Linked DNA regions of Mus musculus: all the other regions are linked to region 1. A link is a contact called in public Hi-C and promoter capture Hi-C data. All regions are on one chromosome and are shown on one strand. Each heading gives the region's core, a stretch centred on a gene start, on an enhancer-like site or on the middle of the called end of the contact. The rest is flanking DNA. Distances are from core to core; before and after follow the strand shown.

Region 1 (3,868 bases), core at 1,321-3,820:
GAAGCTTGTGTGTTGTTGCTTATCCTGTCTTAGTTTGCTTTAAAGCTGGGTGAGCAAGCGATGCTTAAAATAAAGTTTTAACCCCTCACCATATTGCTACATATGAAGACACAGTGCTTCATTTCAGATAGCTCTGTGTTGTTTCTTATAAAAATAATTGGAATAGCAGTTTTCCTTCACTTTTAAATTTAATAAGCTTGTATGTTCTGGATTAGTGCACTTTATTTCTATAACTTGTATGTTTATTCTTGATATAGGTGCAGTTCTTAGAAGCCTGGTCATCTATAGTTTTAAGTTATTTATTAGTAGCATACCAGTTTATCCCAAGCATTGACTGATGAAATGTTCTTATAATGCTGACTTTGAAGCAGGAGCCTTTCAACAGACTCATTTGTGTTCTTCACATAGCTGGAGATAATGTAACACAGCAGAAACTCTATGCCTACTTTAATATCTTTTTTTATTATAACAATCTGAAAGTCAAACTATATTTTTATTATCACAGTAACTCAGGGTCTGTTCCATTTCTTTTATTAACTTACAAGTTTTTTGGGAACACAGATGGTCAGATACCATAAAAACTTTAAATAAATGGAACCTCTCTTGAGATACTTTGAGGAAGATCATTTCCTTTTGTAACTAAACATCTTCTCTAGCATGTGTAGACACCATGTCATAGCTTAGTACTCAGGTTAGAAAGAGCTAGGAGAGGAATTTTTTGAACAATGCCTAACTTTAATTGGGACTCGCTGATTTAATGATTCTATTATTAAAGTCCCACAATTGTCCTAGTTATCGATCACTTTGTTAAAGGGAAAGGATGAATAATTTTTTGAAAAATGTACTTTTTTTACTTACTAAAATTTTTAGGTAACAAATGCAGAATCTACAAATATTGCCAACTTAATGACTTTATAAAGATGGCTGAGGAAGGGTAAACATGCTCCTAAGAAATTATTTGTATGTCCTTTCACAGTAACTACAAATCATGAAAAATGAAGGAATGTTCCCTTCTGTGTTTTTAATCCAGGTCCTTCTTTTATTTCAAACAAAATAAAGGTCAGTGAGTGTCCATTTCACTACGTTAGTAGTGTTCAGTGGCAGGAACAAGGGGAAATACTCACCAAACATGATTGTCAAGAGGGCAATCGGCATCACAAACAATCCAACCAGCAAATCTGCTATCGCCAAGGACATTAAAAAGTAGTTGGTAGCGTACTGCAGCCTTTTCTCCAGTGCAACAGCCAGAATCACAAGGATGTTCCCACCAATGGTGGGTATTATCACCGCGAGTATCAGGAGAGCTGCCCAGTGCACTGTATGCCCCTGTCCCTCCACAGTCTGCTTCATTTCCTCTGCTACTGAGTCTGTCTCTAATCCAGAACGGTTAGTCAGGATCAGGTGATCACATGTCTTCTGTAAAATGTGCTCAGAAGTTGTGCTTTGTTCAGACATTTTATAAGATGAAGCCATTCGCCTTTTGGTGACTCAGTCCAGTTCCAGACAGTGGTCAGCATGGTCAGTAGCTAAGCAAGTCATCTGCTTTAGCAAAGCATTTAGCAAACCTACCAGACACTCACAGCCAAGGTGACTTCTTCCTTCTAAAAAGATTCAGGCTCTCGAAGATGGGACTGTGTACACGTCTGTCCGTGTTTGCAGGTAAGACATCCACATTTTAGATTTTCTAGAGGCTTAGATTCCAGAAGACTTGATGAAAGACACCAATAGATGTGGATGAAAAATGTTAGTTTATCATTTCTTTTTTTCTATAATTTTAAGACATGAATTTATCAGAGTTTCCTTCTAGATACAGAGGTAGTTATTTCTAAAAAGCAGTAAAAAAACACTAGAGCTTCCCCCTCCCGTTTTGATAGGACGGTATGTATTGTGACAGTGCAGCCAGTGCCCCCAGAGTTGATAATAGAGACGATAGCGCATTACGTGGTATCTGGCCCTTGGATACCTTGTCCCTTAACTTTAGAAAGCATTCAGAATAGTGGCCCACCAGTAAGAGGCAAGCCCACCTATGAGTAAAGAATTTACCAGCTAAGAACCTGAATGAGTGTTGATTTAAAAGCTTGTTTGTAACTCATTTTATAATTCTTAAAATAATTTCTTAAGTTGGAGAGAAAGTAGTACAAAGTATCACTAGCCAAATACTTGCTTTTAGTAGTAATCACTTCTTTCCACAAGATTTTAAATGTAATCAAATCAGTCTGCCAACTTTGAACCAGTTCTTTTTAAGTTCTTAAGTCTTCTTTACTTTCCCAGTTCCCTTGAGAAGCACTTTAAGAGGAAGATTATGTTATTTGTTCATTACACTGACAACTCCCATATTAAATTTGCCTTCATATTTATAATTTTTAAACCACTGAATAGATACAAAGGAATGTGGAAGCAGAGCTCCTGAAGATTAAAATGGGAACAACAAAAACCTGCTAGTTGCATATGAATTTGCTAAATACTCACCGCTTGTCTTCTGTGGCTTCCTAAGCCAGCCGTCCTGTGTCTGTTCAGTTGGACTCCCTCTCCTGGCAGATCCTCCCCCACTGACTTGCTCTGAGTCTTAGCGGCTGGTGCTCGTAAGCAGTGTAACAAATGTGTTGTGCAGCTGTCTGCCTGCCAGAGAGGTTGTTTCCTCTTTGATACTGTCATTATTAGAATATAGCTATAGTCATTGTAATTCATAAAACTCCTCGTTAATCGTGTTCCAACCAGTTCATGACCTGATTCAAGTTCTATTCTTATGTGTTCTCTTTGATATTTAGAGGGTAAACTCTAAACTTTAGCATAAGATGATTTTATTTGGAATGAGGCCTAGGCTGTTTTTCCCTTTTGAGAAAAGAAGATAAAATGGAGAGTCTCCTCCATTAGCTGTATAGCAGTTCACACACTTGGGATTTTTACCTGTGAGACAATATTTTCATCCAGCTAATGCCTTTGCTGTGGAGTGCAATAAATTTACTCATGTCACAGCCTTATATAGAAAAGCACAGAAAAAGCTGCATGCTGCTTGTATACATAGATTTTTGGCAGAAACTTTGTCACTGTTCATTTTTAAACAGCATCTGAATTTGGAAGCTGGTTCATTGGCAACTTCTTTTCCAGTGATTTTTAATTGGGAAAAGTGTATAATGTGAAGTAAAAATCTATTTCTGCCCTATTTCTGAAAAATAATGTATAAATCTTACCATGTATGCTCTTGAGATTTTCTCTAAACTATAAACCTGGCTTAACATTAAAGCTACAGCAGGGCAGTGGTGTCACAGCACTTAGGAGGTAGAGGCAGGCAGATCTATCTGAGTTCAAGGACACCCTGTTCTACAGAACCAGTCCTGACACAGCCAGCACTACACAGAGAAACAAAACAAGACAAAAAAAAAGCCTCTAGTATTCTCAGTGTTTCCTTTTTAAAGGGTCTTCACAGGTCTCTCAGAGTTTAATTGCTTCTTTACGTAACTGATGGGATTTGTGTGTTTCTTATTAAGCATATTCATACATATGCATAAGGCATTCCATCATGTTTCACATCCTCTTGACCTCCCTTGTCCTCCTTCTCATCGCTGCCAGCCCTCTTCTACTTTCCTGGGTTGAATCTTTGCATCAGTGTCCCGGCAGGCTGTTTTATTAGCTTATTTACAGACCATGGACACAGTAGCAGTGAGGGTACCACGGAAGAAAATGGCTTTCTCTTCTCCATCAACCATTAGCTCAGGATAATCCTCAAGATCTATTTATTTTCTTTCTTCTTTTTCTTCCTTCTTTTGGGTCATCATTCCTGTTTGATTTCTCATAGTACTTTTGTTGATTGCATTTCCTAAAATTCTTAAATTTTTGTTAACATCTTATTTGGTTTTTGCATGCGTGA
Region 2 (3,869 bases), core at 186-2,685, 190 kb after region 1:
CTGATTCAAAACAAACCACAATATCCTGGGTGAAATAGCAGAGACAGGGATAGGTAGCCAGTACCAAGCTAAGACAACCAGGACTGAAGACTGAGGACCGGTGTGACCTGGGACTAGTGGGACTGCAGTGACTCCTAGGGGCAGGCAGCCAGGCCTGTGAGACTTACACTTCAGGCCAGGGCTTCTTGAGGACTTAAAAGGGGCATTGTCCCAGGATTCTCCTCTGAATTTTTCATCTGAAGGCCCTTCATCATTTCCGACTGGAGCTTACAAATTCCAGAAAATTCCACTATTTGTTTAAGCACACACCCGAGCCTAAGGATCGCTAAGGGAAGGACAAAAGTAATCTTCACCCTTAGGACTCCCTGGGACTTTCTGTCTCCCTGTATTCCCTGGGAGAGGAACAGCATTGCAGAAAGGTATTGAGTTCCCCAGTCCTACTATCTGATAGAAATGCCTGAGCCGGGACTCAGGGACCACCTCCTGAGCCAGGCAGACCTCCTGGGTTTGAATAGTAAGGTTGTGACTTCATCTAAGGGTGTGTGTCCCTGACTCTAACTCCTGGTAAGATAGGAACAAACCATAGCACACGTCTCCAGAACCAAGTGAGCCACTGATGCCGGGGACCTAGAACCAGGCTTGACAGATAGGAAGTGCTGGAATGTAAAAAGTCCTGTGGGTATTTCTGAAGCGACCCCAGACCCCCAGACATCTGGATGACAGAAGGACCAGTAAGCAGCCTTATCTACCAGAAATGTTCCCAAGTCACCCAGAGGAGGCATCAAGGTGTCCCCTCCCTCCCTGTACTGTGATTGTGGTGTGTAGCCCACTCCCAAGAGAAAATGGTGCTCACACCGCAGAATAATAAAAACCTGGAGACAAAAAAAAAAAAAAAGTGGGGGTGCGGTTAAGTGAAGGATTTGTTGGCAATACAAGAAGGAGGTTTTTGTTTGTTTTGAGACAAGAGTCTCATTAGGGAGACCTTGCTGGCCGGGAACTCACCATGTAGACCAGGCTGGCCTTAAACTCGCAGAAATCCACCAACTGGGATTAAAAGCACATGCGAACACGCTAGCAAAAGAATGGACTTTTTGCAGAGGATAATAAGCCTTCTCACTGGGGGGTGGTAATGCAGAAAGAGTGGGAAACCCAGAGCTGGATTGACCTGAGCTGGCTGGGGGTCTAACACAGGCAACCCAGCATCATCTTCTCTTGAGATCGCCGCCCAGGCCTAAGCGAGCCCGGGAAGAAGAAAAGTAGACAGGGCAGAGATAAGGTAACTTTAGGGAAACAGCCTTTATCCACCTCCCTCCACTCTACACACCCAGGGCTACTCCAGAAGGAAGCAACCAGGCCGCTAGGCGCCGGGTGGGCGTGGAGGTGGGCGGTGTCCGACGTCCCCACGTGTCCCGAAGGAGGCGAGGCGGGCGACCCCGTGAAGGCCCAGCAGCGGGGAAGTCGCCGCCTCAGGATGTTGGCGATCTTCAAGGTCTCTGAGATTCTGGCTCTTCCCTTCGCGTTCCCGTGGGGCGTGCCTCTGAGGTGGCCAGGGCTGAACGGAGTTGCTGTCCCCACAGTGAGCCGGGGCACAAAGGGTTAACCTACCTGGGCCACCGCCCCTGAGGCCCCTCCTCCAGCCGCAGGGAAAAAAAGAAAGTCTCAGCGGGGGTGCGGCTCGGCCTCGTCCCGCTGTCCCCAGCCGCGGCGCTCAGAGCTGTGATCCGTGCGCCCCGCTCAGCTGCCCTGGACCGGGCCGCCATGTCTCTGTGGTGAGTCGGGGTCCCGGTGGGGCGCAGAGTACCTCCGAGCTTCACCTCCTCCCGGGGCCGCAGACTGCAAGGGATGCACGCTAGGTGTCCTGAGGCCGACCCCAGTTTCCCCGGGCAGCGAGGGTGGCGGGAGATGCGGAGCAGGGCGCGCCGCCGGAGCGGCAGATGGGATGTGGGAGATGCGAGGCGCACGCTTGGCTCTGCGGCCACGACTCCGGCAGCCTGTATGCAACGTCTCTCTAGCCTTGGGGTTTCACTAGCAGACACACACACACCCGACCCCTCCGGTCCCTCTTCCCTCCTGTGGCCTCTTCTCCGGACCGCCTCGACCCTTCTCCTTCCCCGGCTTTGCTCTTACTAATGGAGTGGATTGGTATGTGCGAGCCAGGGCCCTGAGGCTGGTTCTTACCCGGACTCCGGAGCTACGACGTGGAGCTTCTTTAGAACCCTGAGGACTGGAGTACTGGGTTCAGAATTCTCTTACTTCCATTCCCAGCAGCGCGCCTCCAGTCATTTCTGTCTTTCTCCATCCAACCTGGTAACCAGGAAGTCATGGGGCTCTTGAGGAAAGCTCGATGAATGTGGGTAGGAGGACTTAACATTCACTCACCCTGCGCCTCCGCAGGCTTAAAACCTGGCGTTATCTACTACGTGCTTCGTGGGCCCCTGGCTCTTGTACCTCCCAGACTTGGAGGTGAGAACCATCTCTCTGCTGGCCCAGTCCTGGAAAGTCATGAGTCTCCCAGTGTGAGCTAAGGAGGGAAGGTTCTTGGGGAAGGGGGCACAGGCAGGATCATTCCTGAGAAGAGCTAGGATTTCTGCCTCTGAAAAGGGTGTGCTGGGCTTACTTGACCAGGTAGGGGCCCCGGAAAGTGGGTTTTCGTCCCCAGGACTGAAGGGCTAGGCACCTCATTGCTTTGTGTAGAATATAAAGGTAAGGATAAGGAGTCGTGATGGGATCTGTCCACTTCCCTTCGAGACTTCCCAATTAGAGCAAGAAAGGCTCGCTTCTGTTGAGTCAGTGGGGGCTGCTAACCCACTCCCCACTGCAGCCCACAAGGAGACTCCCCAAAAGCTGCAACAAGGATACTGTCTTTTTCCCTTAGAGTGACTGGTTCAAAGTGATACTGCTGTCCACATATGTATGTGAACTAAAAATAAAAACCAGAGCTCAGGGGATGGACAGTGGTCTCTTTTCCTGGCAAAATGACAGCATTTCACTGGGTTCATGCCTGGTACTTTATCCTGTGTTCTGTCCCATTTTGGGGGAACTTAAGGGGTTAAATGGCCCCCTTCCCAAAATTGTTGTTGGGTTTGGGACCCCAGTAGCTGAATACACAGTGCTTCTTGAGTTGGGCAGTTAGCATGAGAAAAGCAGCAGGTTCCTCTGACCTTCCAGGAAGTAGAGTCCACTGGCCCATCTATGGGCCCCTAATCCTCAGGAGGAGTATGAGTGCCAGCTCACCTTCCTCTCTGCTGCTCCCCTTTAGGAAGAAAACCCTCTACAAGAGTGTATGCCTGGCTCTGGCCCTCCTTGTGGCTGTCACCGTTTTCCAGCGCAGTGTGACCCCTGGTCAATTCCTTCAGGATCCTTTACCGCCCACGCCGGGGCCAGCCAAAACTGGAAATCTGGTCAACCCCAACAGCTTCTGGAAGAGTTCAAAGGATGTAGCGGCTCCCACTCCCACAGTTCCTCGGGGACCCCAGGTCTGGGATGTGATCACCACTAACTGCTCTATCAACATCAACCTGACCCATCAGCCCTGGTTCCAGAGTCTGGAGCCACACTTCCGACAGTTTCTAGCCTATCGGCATTGCCGGTATTTCCCCATGTTGCTGAACCACCCAGAGAAGTGTGCTGGCGATGTCTATATGCTGGTGGTTGTCAAGTCGGTCATCACACAGCATGACCGCCGAGAGGTCATTCGTCAGACCTGGGGCCACGAATGGGAGTCAGCGGGTTTGGGCAGGGGTGCAGTGCGGACTCTCTTCCTGCTCGGCACGGCCTCCAAGCAAGAGGAGCGAACCCACTATCAGCAGCTGCTGGCCTACGAGGACCGTCTCTATGCTGACATCCTACAGTGGGATTTCCTTGACAGC
Region 3 (3,840 bases), core at 1,052-3,551, 230 kb after region 1:
GTGTGCCAGCAGAGGATGTGGGGACCCCCGAGACTGTAGTTACAGATGGTTGTGAACCATATGAGTGTTGGGAATAAAACCTGGATTCTCTGGAAAAATAGCCATCTCTCCAATCCCTGGTTTTCCTTCCTTTCTTCCTTTATTTTTATTTTACGTGCATTGGTATTTTGCCTGCATATATGTCTGTGTGAGGGTGTCAGATCTTGGAGTCATAGACAATTGTGAGCCATTGCCATGTGGGTGATAGAAATTGAACCTGGGCCGGGCGATGCTGGCACACGCCTTTAATCCCAGCACTTGGGAGACAGAGGCAGGCAGATTTCTGAGTTAGAAGGCCATCCTGGTCTACAAAGTGAGTTCCAGGACAGCCAGGGCTATACAGAGAAACCCTGTCTCGAAAAACCAAACCAACCAAACAAACAAACAAAAAATTAAACCTGGATCCTCTGGGAAAGTAGATAGTGCTCTTAACAGCTGAGCCATCTCTCCAGCCCCTCTTTCTTTCTTTTCGAGACAGGGTCTTACCATGTAACTTTGTCTGGCTTTGAATTTGCTATGTAGACCAGACTGGCCTCAATTTCAAAGAGATCTACTTGTTTCTGCCTCCTGAGTGCTGGAATTAATGGAGCAACCACCATGCCCAGTTTATCATCATCATCATCCACAATAGTAGTAGTAGTAGTAGTAGTAGTAGTAGTAGTAGTAGTAGTAGTAGTAGTAGTAATTATGTGTGTGTGCATGTGAGTGTGTGTGTGCCATATAGAGTGCATTGTGGAGAGTAAGGAGCATCTTTTGAGCACTTCTACTTTTTTTGTTTGTTTTTGGTTCTTGGAGACAAAGTTTCTCTGTGTGTAGCCCTGGCTGTCCTGAACTCACTCTGTAGACCAGGCTGGCCTTTAACTCAAAGATCTGCCTGCCTCTGCCTCCCAAGTGCTGGAACTGGGCTGGGATTGAAGGCAGGCACCACCACCACCCTGCAGCTTCCACCACCTAAGGCCCAGTCTCTGCCTCTGCGCTGTGTGCTCCAGGCTGACTGGCCCCGGCTTCTGGGCCGTGCTCACAGCTTCACCCCTCGTCTCTCAGGAGGTTCTGGGATATGTGTCACCTGCAATATGTGTCACCTGCAATATGTGTCACCGGATCCAGCTTTTTCTACCCCACATGGGTTCTGGGGATTGAACTTGGGTTGGCAAGATCTCGAAGCTGGCACTTTTACCCATGAGCCATGATGCCATCTTCCCAAACCAGAATTCACTTTTTTTCCTCTGCTCCCCTGACTTCAAAGCAAACACCATCTTCCAGGTTGACAGGAATTGTTTTGTCCTTTGGGTGGGGTTCTGCTCTCAAAACTTTCACAGGCTTTTTTTTTTTTTTTTTTTGGTTTTTGGTTTTTGGTTTTTGGTTTTTGGAGACAGGGTTTCTCTGTATAGCCCTGGCTGTCCTGGAACTCACTTTGTAGACCAGGCTGGCCTCAAACTTGGAAATCCGCCTGCCTCTGCCTCCTGAGTGCTGGGATTAAAGGTGTGTGCCACCACGCCTGGCTTCACAGGCTTTCTTAGATTCTATGAGCTACCCCTTTGGTCTCCAGGGCTGTTAAGACTAACTGTGAGAATGAATGAATGAATGAATGAATGAATGAATGAATACACTGTTAAGTCTCTGTGCTCAAGCCAAGAACTCTCTGTTAAACCCATTAACCTTACACTGTGAGGACCTGCTGTCTGGCTCCACTCTGCCTCTTTGGAAGACTCTATTTCCTTCTTTGGGAATACAATTTCTTTTTCTTCAGGATCGTTTGCCTTTGTGTGTGAGTGTGTGTGTGTGTGTGTGTGTGTGTGTGTGTGTGTGTGCCTCTGTGTGTGAGTGTGTGTGTGTGTGTGTGTGTGTGTGTAATCCAGGGCATGCTGGGCATGTGCATGAAGTGTTTCCAGCCCTGGTCATTTGCTCTTTACTTAATTTCATCATGCCCACCATGCAAAATTACACAGGAGTGCTGAGGCTGAACCTCAGTTGAGGGACTTTGTCTAGCAAGCCTGAAGTTATGCATAAGCCCTGTGAACGGGGCTTGGTGGCACACATCTGTTCAAGACCTTGGTCTCTGTCTTCTACAAAATAAATAGATACCCCTACCTGCTTATACTCTAGTCTGAATTCTGACCATAAATGTAAGTGCTATTACAAGATTGGGAGGGAGAGTGGAAACCAACTAGCCATACACTGGGATGAACAGAGAAAACTACTGCTGCTATCTGTCCCTGGTGTTCAATGAGCAGTTGAGAGCTTAGCAGGTTTCTGTAGTTCCAGGTCGCCCCCTAGTGGTCATCTGCTTTATAACCTCATCAGTAAGATCTCCCCATTGGTCTTTTTCGCCTAGAACCTCCCTGACTTTTTTCTGCAAATCTATAAACCCTTGAATCAATTCTCTTCCTATTCAAATACCTAGAGAGACAAGGTCCTTCCTGTGGGTGAAGTGTGGGGTCCCAGTAGCCCCAACGTTCCTGTCTCCAGGCCAAATTGAGAAGTTGTCCCTGAGGTAACCAGGTATGATGGTTGATTCTGAGTGTCTTGACTGGATTGATGGGAGGCCTAGATAGTAGACAAATTCATTTGAGTTGTGTGTAAGAGTGCTTCTGTAGGACCCTGGCTTATGAGTCTCATTGTAGAGCCCAGGCCATGCTTCTGCCTCCCCCTTCCAAGTGACTAAATTTAACAGGTATGCACAATCATACTCAATTTATGTCTGTCTGTGTTTAAAGACACCTTGCTAGGGTGGGAGGGGTAAAAATAAACTTACTGAGTATACTTTATTGGTTCCTTAGCATTGAACTTATGGCCAGAAACACCATGCTGAATTTTCCCTGGAAGTCATATCACAACTTTTTTGCATTAGTAACCCAACTCAGCTCTTTAGAACTGCATGTAGGGACCACATTCAACAGGGAGATTATCAATAAAAAGTACAACCTGTGAGCTGAAGAGATGGCTCAGCGGCTAAGAGCACTGGCTGCTCTTCCAGAGGCCCTGAGTTCAATTCCCAGCAACCACATGGTGGCTCACAACCATCTGTAATGAGATCCAATGCCCTCTTCTGGTGTGAAGACAGCTACAGTGTACTTATATACATAAAATAAGTAAATATGTCTTTTAAAAAAAAGTACAGCCGGGCATGGTGCTGCACGTCTTTAATACCAGCACTTGGGAGGCAGAGGCAGGCAGATTTCTGAGTTTGAGGCGGCCAGCCTGGTCTACAAAGTGAGTTCCAGGACAGCCAGGGCTATACAGAGAAACCCTGTCTTGAAAAACAAAAACAAAAATAAAAATAAAAACAAAAACAAAACAAAAAAAGTACAACCTGAAAAAAAAATGGGGACTAGAATTTTTAAAAACATAACTATTTATAGTATGAAAAAGGGAAATAGTAAGAGATCACTGTTGATAAACCAAAGATTTTGCCAGTCTGTATGCCTTTAAATGGCATATATATGCCTGTAAGTGGCATATACATATACACATATACATACATACACACACACACTGTATGTGTGCAGGTACCCATGGAGGCCAGAGGAGGATGTCAGAGCTCCTGGAACCGGAGTTAACAGGCAGCTGTGAGCCAACATATACATCCTGGAAATTGAACCTAGGTCCTAACAGCAAGTGCTCTTAACTACTGTGCCATCTCTCCAGCCCCTCAAGTCACAAAAAAAAATTTTTTTTAAGAAAAGGTTTTATTTATTTATTATATGTAAGTACACTGTAGCTGTCTTCAGATCTCATTATGGGTGGTTGTGAGCCACCAAGTGGTTAATAAGATTTGAACTCAGGACCTCCAGAAGATCA

Evidence for each region. Hi-C and Micro-C count contacts between places; a contact is called where the count stands out from the background. Capture Hi-C pulls out chosen DNA fragments and counts their contacts.
Region 2: a promoter capture Hi-C map of liver shows a contact between it and region 1. The contact joins the promoter of B3gnt7 here to the promoter of Htr2b in region 1. A contact is called at or near these places in 5 of 39 promoter capture datasets (the C10 cell line, cranial neural crest, hematopoietic stem and progenitor cells and 2 more), 1 of 115 datasets of contacts at active chromatin or transcription factors (embryonic stem cells) and 3 of 9 other capture datasets (adipose tissue, liver and pancreatic islet).
Region 3: a contact with region 1 is called in a Hi-C map of bone marrow-derived macrophages, with 28 read pairs. The contact joins the enhancer-like site here to the promoter of Htr2b in region 1. A contact is called at or near these places in 23 of 39 promoter capture datasets (the 3T3-L1 cell line, the C10 cell line, the HPC-7 cell line and 13 more), 4 of 484 Hi-C or Micro-C datasets (bone marrow-derived dendritic cells, bone marrow-derived macrophages, embryonic fibroblasts and 1 more), 3 of 115 datasets of contacts at active chromatin or transcription factors (bone marrow-derived dendritic cells, bone marrow-derived macrophages and effector CD8 T cells) and 6 of 9 other capture datasets (adipose tissue, bone marrow-derived macrophages, embryonic stem cells and 3 more).

What each region holds. Positions count from the first base shown.
Region 1 is chr1:86,109,410-86,113,277 of GRCm38.p6, forward strand. It overlaps Htr2b (5-hydroxytryptamine (serotonin) receptor 2B), which reads right to left and starts at 2,571. Exons shown (of 4, transcript NM_008311.3): 1 at 2,470-2,571; 2 at 1,125-1,707. The coding sequence starts at 1,473. The region is part of intron 16 of Psmd1 (proteasome (prosome, macropain) 26S subunit, non-ATPase, 1); the gene reads left to right.
Region 2 is chr1:86,301,786-86,305,654 of GRCm38.p6, forward strand. B3gnt7 (UDP-GlcNAc:betaGal beta-1,3-N-acetylglucosaminyltransferase 7) reads left to right here and starts at 1,436. Exons shown (of 2, transcript NM_145222.2): 1 at 1,436-1,769; 2 at 3,260-3,869. The coding sequence starts at 1,759. It overlaps Gm28626 (predicted gene 28626), which reads right to left and starts at 2,275. Exons shown (of 2, transcript NR_151592.1): 1 at 2,179-2,275; 2 at 1,278-1,833.
Region 3 is chr1:86,337,315-86,341,154 of GRCm38.p6, forward strand. No RefSeq gene overlaps it. Among named protein-coding and RNA genes, the nearest start is that of Snora75, 12 kb to the right of the region's middle. Within about 2 kb of position 2,302, at least 5 of the 459 cell types and tissues checked have an H3K27ac peak or open chromatin away from gene starts, as enhancers often do. A contact at or near this core is called in bone marrow-derived macrophages, where this site is marked.